3 separate regions of the Mus musculus genome follow, and regions 1 and 3 are each linked to region 2. A link is a contact called in public Hi-C and Micro-C data. All regions are on one chromosome and are shown on one strand. Each heading gives the region's core, a stretch centred on a gene start, on an enhancer-like site or on the middle of the called end of the contact. The rest is flanking DNA. Distances are from core to core; before and after follow the strand shown. Region 1 overlaps Baiap2l1 (BAI1-associated protein 2-like 1). Region 2 holds the start of Tecpr1 (tectonin beta-propeller repeat containing 1). Region 3 overlaps Lmtk2 (lemur tyrosine kinase 2).

What was found. A called contact is a pair of places that touch in the nucleus more often than the background predicts.
Region 1: a contact with region 2 is called in a Micro-C map of muscle stem cells, with 7 times the contacts expected there. The contact joins the enhancer-like site here to the promoter of Tecpr1 in region 2. A contact is called at or near these places in 1 of 484 Hi-C or Micro-C datasets (muscle stem cells), 4 of 115 datasets of contacts at active chromatin or transcription factors (the SCID.adh cell line, bone marrow-derived macrophages, embryonic stem cells and 1 more) and 2 of 9 other capture datasets (adipose tissue and liver).
Region 3: a Hi-C map of liver shows a contact between it and region 2, with 2.5 times the contacts expected there. The contact joins the enhancer-like site here to the promoter of Tecpr1 in region 2. A contact is called at or near these places in 2 of 39 promoter capture datasets (pre-B cells and stem cell-derived epiblast-like cells), 2 of 15 datasets of contacts at CTCF or cohesin (large pre-B cells and pro-B cells), 6 of 484 Hi-C or Micro-C datasets (the HPC-7 cell line, female germline stem cell-derived STRA8 germ cells, liver and 3 more), 6 of 115 datasets of contacts at active chromatin or transcription factors (the 230-238 cell line, the SCID.adh cell line, effector CD8 T cells and 2 more) and 1 of 9 other capture datasets (pancreatic islet).

What each region holds. Positions count from the first base shown.
Region 1 is chr5:144,313,694-144,316,393 of GRCm38.p6, reverse strand. The region is part of intron 3 of Baiap2l1 (BAI1-associated protein 2-like 1); the gene reads left to right. Among named protein-coding and RNA genes, the nearest start is that of Gm15708, 38 kb to the right of the region's middle. Within about 2 kb of position 1,358, at least 37 of the 459 cell types and tissues checked have an H3K27ac peak or open chromatin away from gene starts, as enhancers often do. A contact at or near this core is called in muscle stem cells and pancreatic cancer cells, where this site is marked.
Region 2 is chr5:144,222,272-144,224,971 of GRCm38.p6, reverse strand. Tecpr1 (tectonin beta-propeller repeat containing 1) reads left to right here and starts at 1,357. Exons shown (of 25, transcript NM_027410.2): 1 at 1,357-1,477.
Region 3 is chr5:144,157,427-144,160,126 of GRCm38.p6, reverse strand. The region is part of intron 7 of Lmtk2 (lemur tyrosine kinase 2); the gene reads right to left. Among named protein-coding and RNA genes, the nearest start is that of Bhlha15, 32 kb to the left of the region's middle. Within about 2 kb of position 1,291, at least 113 of the 459 cell types and tissues checked have an H3K27ac peak or open chromatin away from gene starts, as enhancers often do. A contact at or near this core is called in liver, pancreatic cancer cells, pancreatic islet and 2 more, where this site is marked.

The DNA of each region.
Region 1 (2,700 bases), core at 109-2,608, 91 kb before region 2:
AAGACAGTATGATGGATGACACATGCTTGCAATCCCACCCCCTTGGAAGCCAGAACAGAAGGATCCCAAGGTCAGCCTGGGCCATAGAGTGAGGCTCTGTCTCCAAAAAACAGGGAAAGACTGGGGCTGGTAAGATGTCTTAGCAGTGAATGTACTTGCTGCTGGCTGGCAACCTGGGTTCAATTCCAGAGACATGTTTGGGAGAAGGAGAGAACTGACTCCTTAAAAGTTGTTCTCTGACCTTCACATGTGTCCTATGGTCTGCACACACATTGTATTCATGTATTAGAAAACTTTTAAATGAAGGACTTCGGGGGCTGGCGAGATGGCTCAGTGGTTAAAGCACCAACTGCTCTTTCGAAGGTCCTGAGTTCAAGTCCCAGCAACCACATGGTGGCTCACAACCATCCGTAACAAAATCTGATGCCCTCTTCTGGAGTATCTGAGGACAGCTACAGTGAACTTACATATAATTAATAAATAAATAAATAATGAAGGACTTCGGTACAGCTTAGGGGTATACTACTTGGCTAGCACGCAGAGCTCTGAGTTGCATCCCTAGCACAGAGACTACAGTATAACTGCAGTAAGAGCATGAATCATTTCGGATGCTTCATTAAGTGTGTCTTTTGAATCTGTAGGTGAAGATGGAGTGGGGTTTTAGCCGTAGTTTCCGTTTAGGCACTCTCGCCTGGCATCTGTTCATCTGCTGCTATGTGGATAAGCTAGTGTGCTTTTGCTTAAGCGTAACAAAATGCCCAGCTTACGGTGACTGAAGCAATAGGCATGTTCATTGTTCCATGCGAGGCCTGCTGAGTCAGGCCTCAGCAAGGATTCAGACTCCATCTCTTTCTTCTTGTCTTCTACACATCTCATGTCACCAAGATAACCGCCGGTCTGATGATCTCCAAATACAGGAAGTGAACTGTCTTCCCAGGAGTGTCCTGTTAGAAAGGAACCCGAGCCCAGAAGCTCCAGCACACATACATCCCTCTATGCTTCATAACCCAGGTTAGGTCACACTTGACCATGTCTGGCTGCCAGAAAAGATTCCTTGGTGTGGCCAGCCAAGGACCGCAGAGGAGAAGGCGCAGCTGTTAGGACACAGCCCTGGTATCTGGCATCTCTGGCATTAATGATCTGGTTTCAGAGGTTGTAGGTGAAGGGCGGGACATTACACAAATGTTCCCTGCAGACATTTGTGGTGCTTCTGCATTTTGCATGTGTCTGCTTGGAGTGGCTATCCCGCCCCACCCCACCCTATGGGCTGGTATGCATTTGCCCAGCATTTGTATACATTACACCTTGTCCCCTGTTCCTGTAGGCCGATTGCACTTCTTTTTCCAGAACACCACAGCTGTCCTTCCCCGTCCAGTCCTCTTTAGAGGCAAGAATCCAAGCATAAAGGAAGCAGCACTGGGGACTCTCCGTTCCTTCTGCCCATGAGTTTTATTGCTCACCTTTGAGATCTCGTGACCATGGACTCCAGGGCATTTCCTGGGTCTGGTCTGCTCTGCTCTGCTCTGCTCAGCCGCTGCTTTCCTGTGTGAGTCCTGCAGCCTTGTGATTGAAAATTAAGGGACTGGTGGAGAAAAATTACAAACCTTCTGAAGGCTGCGACTGTGTGTAGCACCTACTCTCACCATGTACCTGTACGGTCTCTAGCATGAGTGCTGGTAGACACTGCCCACTTTTCCCAACAAGCAATCTAAGACTGTCTCACCCACTCCGTAGAGTAACCCATCCTAAATGCTTGCTGTTAACTGGGTGCCCAGCATTTCACGCACAGTTACCAAGGAGTTCTCACTGTAGGCCTGAGTGGTGGGCATAGGTGCAAGGCCTAGAGGCAAGGTGACTTGTCTCAGATCACTCACTCAGTTGATAGTCTGACTTTAGAATCTGAGTTCTTGCACTGTCACTGAGGCAAGGGGGGAGGAAGAGCCTGCCGAGGGGCCTTTCCAGCCAAGCCTGTGGTCCCAGCACTCAGAGCCTCAGTTCAAGGTTAGCCTGAGCAACATAGCCACACCTTAACTGAAAAGGGAAAGAAGGGGCTGGCAAGATGCACTTACCTCAAGCCTGAGGACCTGAGTTTGCTCCCAGGAAGCCACATGGTGGGAAGAGAGAGCCAGTTCCTGGGCACCGTCTTCTGACCACCACATGCACACACACCATGGAAAGCACTGCCCACAGCCCAGCCTCCCAAAGTTTTATGTCATTTTAACATTTAAAAAAGGGAGAGAACGTTACTAAGTTGATAATAGTGGTCCAGCAGGCCTGGCCAGTATATTTAGTGGTGGTCAGTTCCCCTTGAAATTGATGGTTTCCCTCAAATGTGTCTGTTAACAGCAGGAATCAAGAAATTAGTGATTTGGAAATAACAAACAAATCACACAGACACACGTACATGCACAGTGTCTTTTATTGTCCACCCAAATTTGGGTCTCCTTAAACCCTCCCTGAGAATGTATGGGGAAAGCTTCCCTGTCACCCGAGGTCCTCACTCATTCCATTCATTCCTGGGCAGAGTTTTCTGAGTGATCTGTGGGTGTTCCCTTAGGGCTGCTGGGCCTAAGAACAAACAGTAATTACCTCCTTTGCAGAAGGAAGTGATAACCCCCCTCCATGGCGGCCACAAAGAGTCATTCTCCCTGGACAAGGACTTTGTAGCCAAACAAGACAAAGCAAGACTTGAGGAACCTA
Region 2 (2,700 bases), core at 108-2,607:
GCAAGATGGCTCAGAGGGTAAAGACACTCACCTGAAAACCTGAACTCAATTGAATATGGATTCTCGCTTCACAATAGAACTAGACAACCAATTCCAATAAGTTGTCCTCTGACCAAAGACAGAGAGACAGACACACATACACTAAATAAATGTTGTAAGGAGAGAAAAAAAAAAGACCCCCTAAAACTAACGAGGGGCTGGAGAGATGGCTCAGACATTAAGAACACCTGCTCTGCAGTGAGGACCAGAATCAGATCCAGCGTCCTCTTAACACACCAGGTGTCCCTGCAAATGACTTAACCTTAACCCCAAGGTGAGCAGAAACCAGGGGGTGTCAGGGGGTTGCTGGATTCCAGCCTAATGAAGACAGTAGGCAACCTTGCCTCAGAACAGGCAGAATAGCAGCAGAGAGCACCCGGTGGATGCCCTCTTCAGGCCTGTGTGGGTTATATACAGGTACACACACCCCTACACACAACACATACATCTGCTTATACTCTCACACATAAACAAATCAAAATCTAAAACACACTAATTAAAAAAAATAATACAGAATTTACCGGTGAGGTGGCTCAGTAGGTAAAGGCTGAGAAGCCTGAAGTACTGAGTTCGAACCCTGGGACCCACACGGTGGTAGGAAAAAAACCAACTTTAGAAAGCTGTCCTCTGATCTCTGCACCTAGCGCATTGCGCACGTGCACACAGGAACACACATACAAATAAATATTTTTTTAAAAACTAAAAAGTTAATAAGAGGCTAGAGAGATGGCTCAGCAGTTAAGAGCACTAACCCGGGGACCCGGTGTCAATACCCAGCATCCACATGGGAGCTCACAACTGTGACTCCAGTACCAGGGGATCTGACAACGTCACACGGACATGAATGCAGGCAAAAGAAGGCAAACTGCACAAGGCACATAAGAATAAATAAATCTTTAAACAAGAAATGAAGAATTAGAAATGACGACTATCCTTTCTTATGAAGGCTGGAAAACAGACTCCTGTGTCAACTAAAGAAATCCAACCCTGAAAAAACCTGACTCCGCTTCGGGAGCGGTGCAGGCCGGTGTAGACGAGAAGTGCTTCAGGCAAGAAGGAGGGACGTGCCGGAGAAGGTTGGAGCGCAGGAAGCAGGCATGTGAGGACGCGCTGGGACCCGCGGAGTCCTGAGAGGGGACGTAGCAACCCGCTCCTTTCCTCCCGACTAGCACAGAGCGCCGCTGGCTAGCGGGACCCGGCGCGACCTCGAGAGTGCGCACGCGCGCCACCCCGAGCCGGAGAAATTGCGGCTGAGCGCAGCAGCCAATCGTGAGCTTCCAGGCAGTTGCGTCACTCCGAATCTGGCCGATCAACGCTGAGTTGATTATTGCTTCCGGCCCGCCCTCTAGCCTGAGGCCGGGGGAGGGCCGGACTGTAGCTAAAACCGAGGAGTACAGAAGCCTCCGCTGGGAACCCGCCCCACCGGGCGTGGGCACAGGTAAGTGCGGCGCGATGTCCCCGTAACATCGGTGACAAGGGCCGTGGAGACTCCGATCGATGTTATTTGGGTGGCACAGAGCAGAGGTGCTCCCAGTTTTCCGATCCCTCTCCTCCATTGGCTGCGTTAACTGGGACGATCGAGGGAGGGAGAGGGGACTGTACTTGTGTTCTCTGCTGCACACCTACAGGGCACCACCCCTACCCCTGCTTTGGAACCCCTAAATGTCTGCTCGTGAACCCGCTTCATAGCATGACCCCCATTGCAGCCTTTGCAGCCTTAGGACTGCAGAGATTTGAAGACGCCGATCGCCGAGCCTGCATGATTTTAGAGAAATGGAACATCCAGGAGCCTGTCTGTAGCCTTTCTTCTCCCTTGACGTTGGGAGCAAATCTGCTTGCTTTAGGATTAGTGTAGGCAGATGGTCACAGCCCTACAGCTCCGACATATGCTCCTGGTGACAGTGCAGGGGACCCACCTGTCGCCCAAGTGCAGGAACTGGGATCAAAGCCAGGTCGCTTCCTGCCGGCTGGGGCTGGGCCCGACTCTATTTACTCTCCAGGAAGGGCCCCCACTCCCATACAAGCTCTGATATTTCCTGTCTTCTTTTTTAACCCTAACATCACCTTGGAGTGGTCCCTGCGCTTGGCAGCCAGGAAACAACTTTAATAGCCAGTGCACATCAGACAGGAGTGAGGGTGTAATAGAAAAACCAGAAGAAGTCTTGCAGCCTGAAGACAGATTCCGCAGAAGTAAACGTTTTGTGGCTTCTGTGTGCTGTGTTGTGGCCTCAAGAGCATCTACTGCCCACTGCTTGCTCTGCTTTTTGTTTGTTTGTTTGTTTGTTTGTTTGTTTTTATGTATATGAGTACACTGTAGCTGTACAGATGGTTGTGAGCCACCATGTGGTTGCTGGGATTTTGAATTCAGGACCTTCGGAAGAGCAGTCAGTGCTCTTAACCACTGAGCCATTTCTCCAGCCCTGTTTTCTTGTTGTTGCTGTTGTTTTTGTTTTTAATTTCTTTGTGTGTGCAGATGCACAAGCGGCTGTGGAAGTCAGAGGTCAACCTGCACCATCCACTTTGTTTTTTTAAAGCTGGGATTTCTCACTAGCCCGGGGCCCACTAATTAGGCTAGGCTAACCAACCAGGAAACCCCAGGGATCCATCCACCTCTTCAGCTCTAGGGTTATAAGCAAGTGCCATTGTGGCTCACTTACAAGT
Region 3 (2,700 bases), core at 42-2,541, 65 kb after region 2:
GAGTATGGCAGTGTACACCGTTAATAATCCTAGCCCTTGGGAGGCAAAGGTGGATGATCTCAGTGAGTTCTAGGCCACTCAGGGTTCACACAGTAAGACCTGGTCTTAAAAAAGAGAAGGAAGGAAGGAAGTAGTAAAAAAAAGAAAACAAAACCCAAACCAGGTGTGTACAGAAAAGTCTCCTGCCCTTACCTCCTGGGTCTGTGCTCCTGCTGGCTATCAGACGGCTACTTAGCCAGTTTGAGTACAAACACCACTCATTCAGTGACCTGACAGTACCTGCTGCTCAGGAGACCTTGAAAGCAGAGGACAGGGACACTAGGCTTTGTTTGGGTCACCTGTGGAATGGTAACAGCAACATGTGCTGTTCACATGGCCTTTAAGAACACACTGTGTGTATGACCTCTGAGATGAAGGCTGCCTGAGACCCTGCGATAAGGCTCTCTTTAAACATTATGTAAAAACAAATTTTAACTAGACCAGTTTCTAACATAAGAACAACTTTGGGTTAGACAGGTGGACTGGTCTATTTCAACCAAGTCCTCTGAGTCAACCAACATTCTAAACCTCAATTTAAACTAAAGCCACATGGAGGCCACCTACACAGGAAGAATTTAAACAACAGTGCCCACAAGAGCCTTCACATCAAACAGCATGTGTGTGTGTGTGTGTGTGTGTGTGCATGCGTGAGGAGTGTGTATGGACATCTGAGTATGCAGGTATGCACATGTGCATGTGGAGGCCAGAGGATAACCTCGGGTGTGGCTCCTCAGTCTTACAATGCCACTCCCCCAGCCATCGGTACTCGCTGTCCCTGAGGAAGCTGGGTGAGCTAGGCATTCAGCACTCATTCATCTGTCTATCCAGCACTGCGATTACAAGCTTACAATGCCACACTGGGTTTCTATAAAACATAAAAACATGGGTTCGGGCTGCAGAAGACTTGGCGGCTCTTCGCAGCATCCACATGGCAGCCCACAACTGCCTGGAACTCTAGTTCCAGAGGATCCAATGCCCTCTCAGGTCTCTGAGGCCAGTGTGTGAGTCTGGCCTTACATACACACAGGCAAACACTCATATACATAAAAAACCAAGATAGATATATATTTTGGACAATAAATTAAATAAATAAAAAACAAGGGGTCAAACTCTGGCCCTGTAAGTTCTTTACCAGCTAAGCTATCACACAGCCAGCCCGAAGCAGTCACTTTAAAAAGCATGTAACAGCTGCCAATGGTTCCAAGGTTCTGTGCCTTGGGCTTTGTGCTTGGATCTCGTCCAGGCCATGTGATCTGTCTTTGTTTGTTTTCCAGACGCTGAGGCCTTGCCTTGAGGAAGCAGGAGGAAAGCACTACTGGTCAGGGCAGCTCTGTCATCTTTAAGCACACAGTGGTGAACAGCCCTTACACACACTTCCCAGGGGCCTCTGACAACTTCATGTTGTGATTTTGATCAGAGACGTAAGTGTCTGTGTGTGTGTGTGTGTGTGTGTGTGTGTGTGTGTGTGTGCCTGTGTGTGTGTGTGTGTGTGTGTGTACAACCTTTAATGTTCCTCATGTGCTGGCCACCTTGTATTTTGAGACAAGGCTGGCTGGCCAGTCAGACCAGTGAAATCCATTTCCAGCCCTGAGATTACAAATATCTTACTATTTTCAGGTTTTGTTTTTAGTGTAGGCTCTGGGGATTGAACTCAGGCCCTTAAGTTTGTAAGCAAGCACTATCCTAGCCCTCCTTAAGCAAAAAAAGGTGTGTGTGTGTGTGTGTGTGTGTGTGTGTGTGTGTGTGTGTGTCTGCAGAGGCTAGGGGAGGAAGTGAGATTCCCTAGTGCTGGAGTCACGCACAGGAGTGAGCTGCCTGAGGTGTGTGCTGCGAACTGAATTTGGGTCCTCTGCAGGAGCAGTGTGAACCTGCGCCACCTCTCCAGCCCAAGACTTGTTTTTGAACTTATAAACGTCACAGACATCTCTTCGAGACAGGTATGCCTTTTCAGATCTTTAGGTTATTAAGAGATAGCTGAGCTGTTTAAAGTCAGCCAAAGAGCACTTGCTACATAAGCATGAGGGATGGATTATGGTCTTACACCCGGTGTCCTGCTCATGCCTGCAACCCCACCTGAGGTGAGGCAGAGACAACATCACAGGGGATCGCTGACTTCCAGCTTAACTGAGAAAGTGGCAGGTAGGAAGAGTGCCTGCATCAAAGGCAATTCTCACTGAAGACAGAGAGTGAGAAAGAAAGATATCTGACTCCCTCTTCTGGAATGGTGTTCTTGACTCTATTCCAAAATAATTCTATTTTGAAAATTTGGAACTTGAAAGCCTGAAGCAGGAAGCTTTTTCTAATTCATGGAGCAGACTACAAAGTAAACTGTGCAACCCCCAGGGGCGGCCCTGATCACATACACACACAGCCCCAAACTGCCTGAACTCCAGCGTGCAAAGCAGAGGAGGCCCTTCAGACCTGACACTCTTAAGCCAACTTGCTAGCTGGCCAGAAACCAAGGCCACCTACAGAAAGAAAAAAGACTGTTGCTTCCAGCACCTCTTCCTCGGGGCTGTGACGGGGAGCACCTGACAGGACCCCAGCCTAAAGCTTACGGAGTAGAAGCTCAGAGCCAGAGGTCAGGAGAGAGCCAGCGACATTCCCTCCCTACCCTGAGGCTTGTGCACTTCCTACACCGCTGCACATTCCTCAGGGATT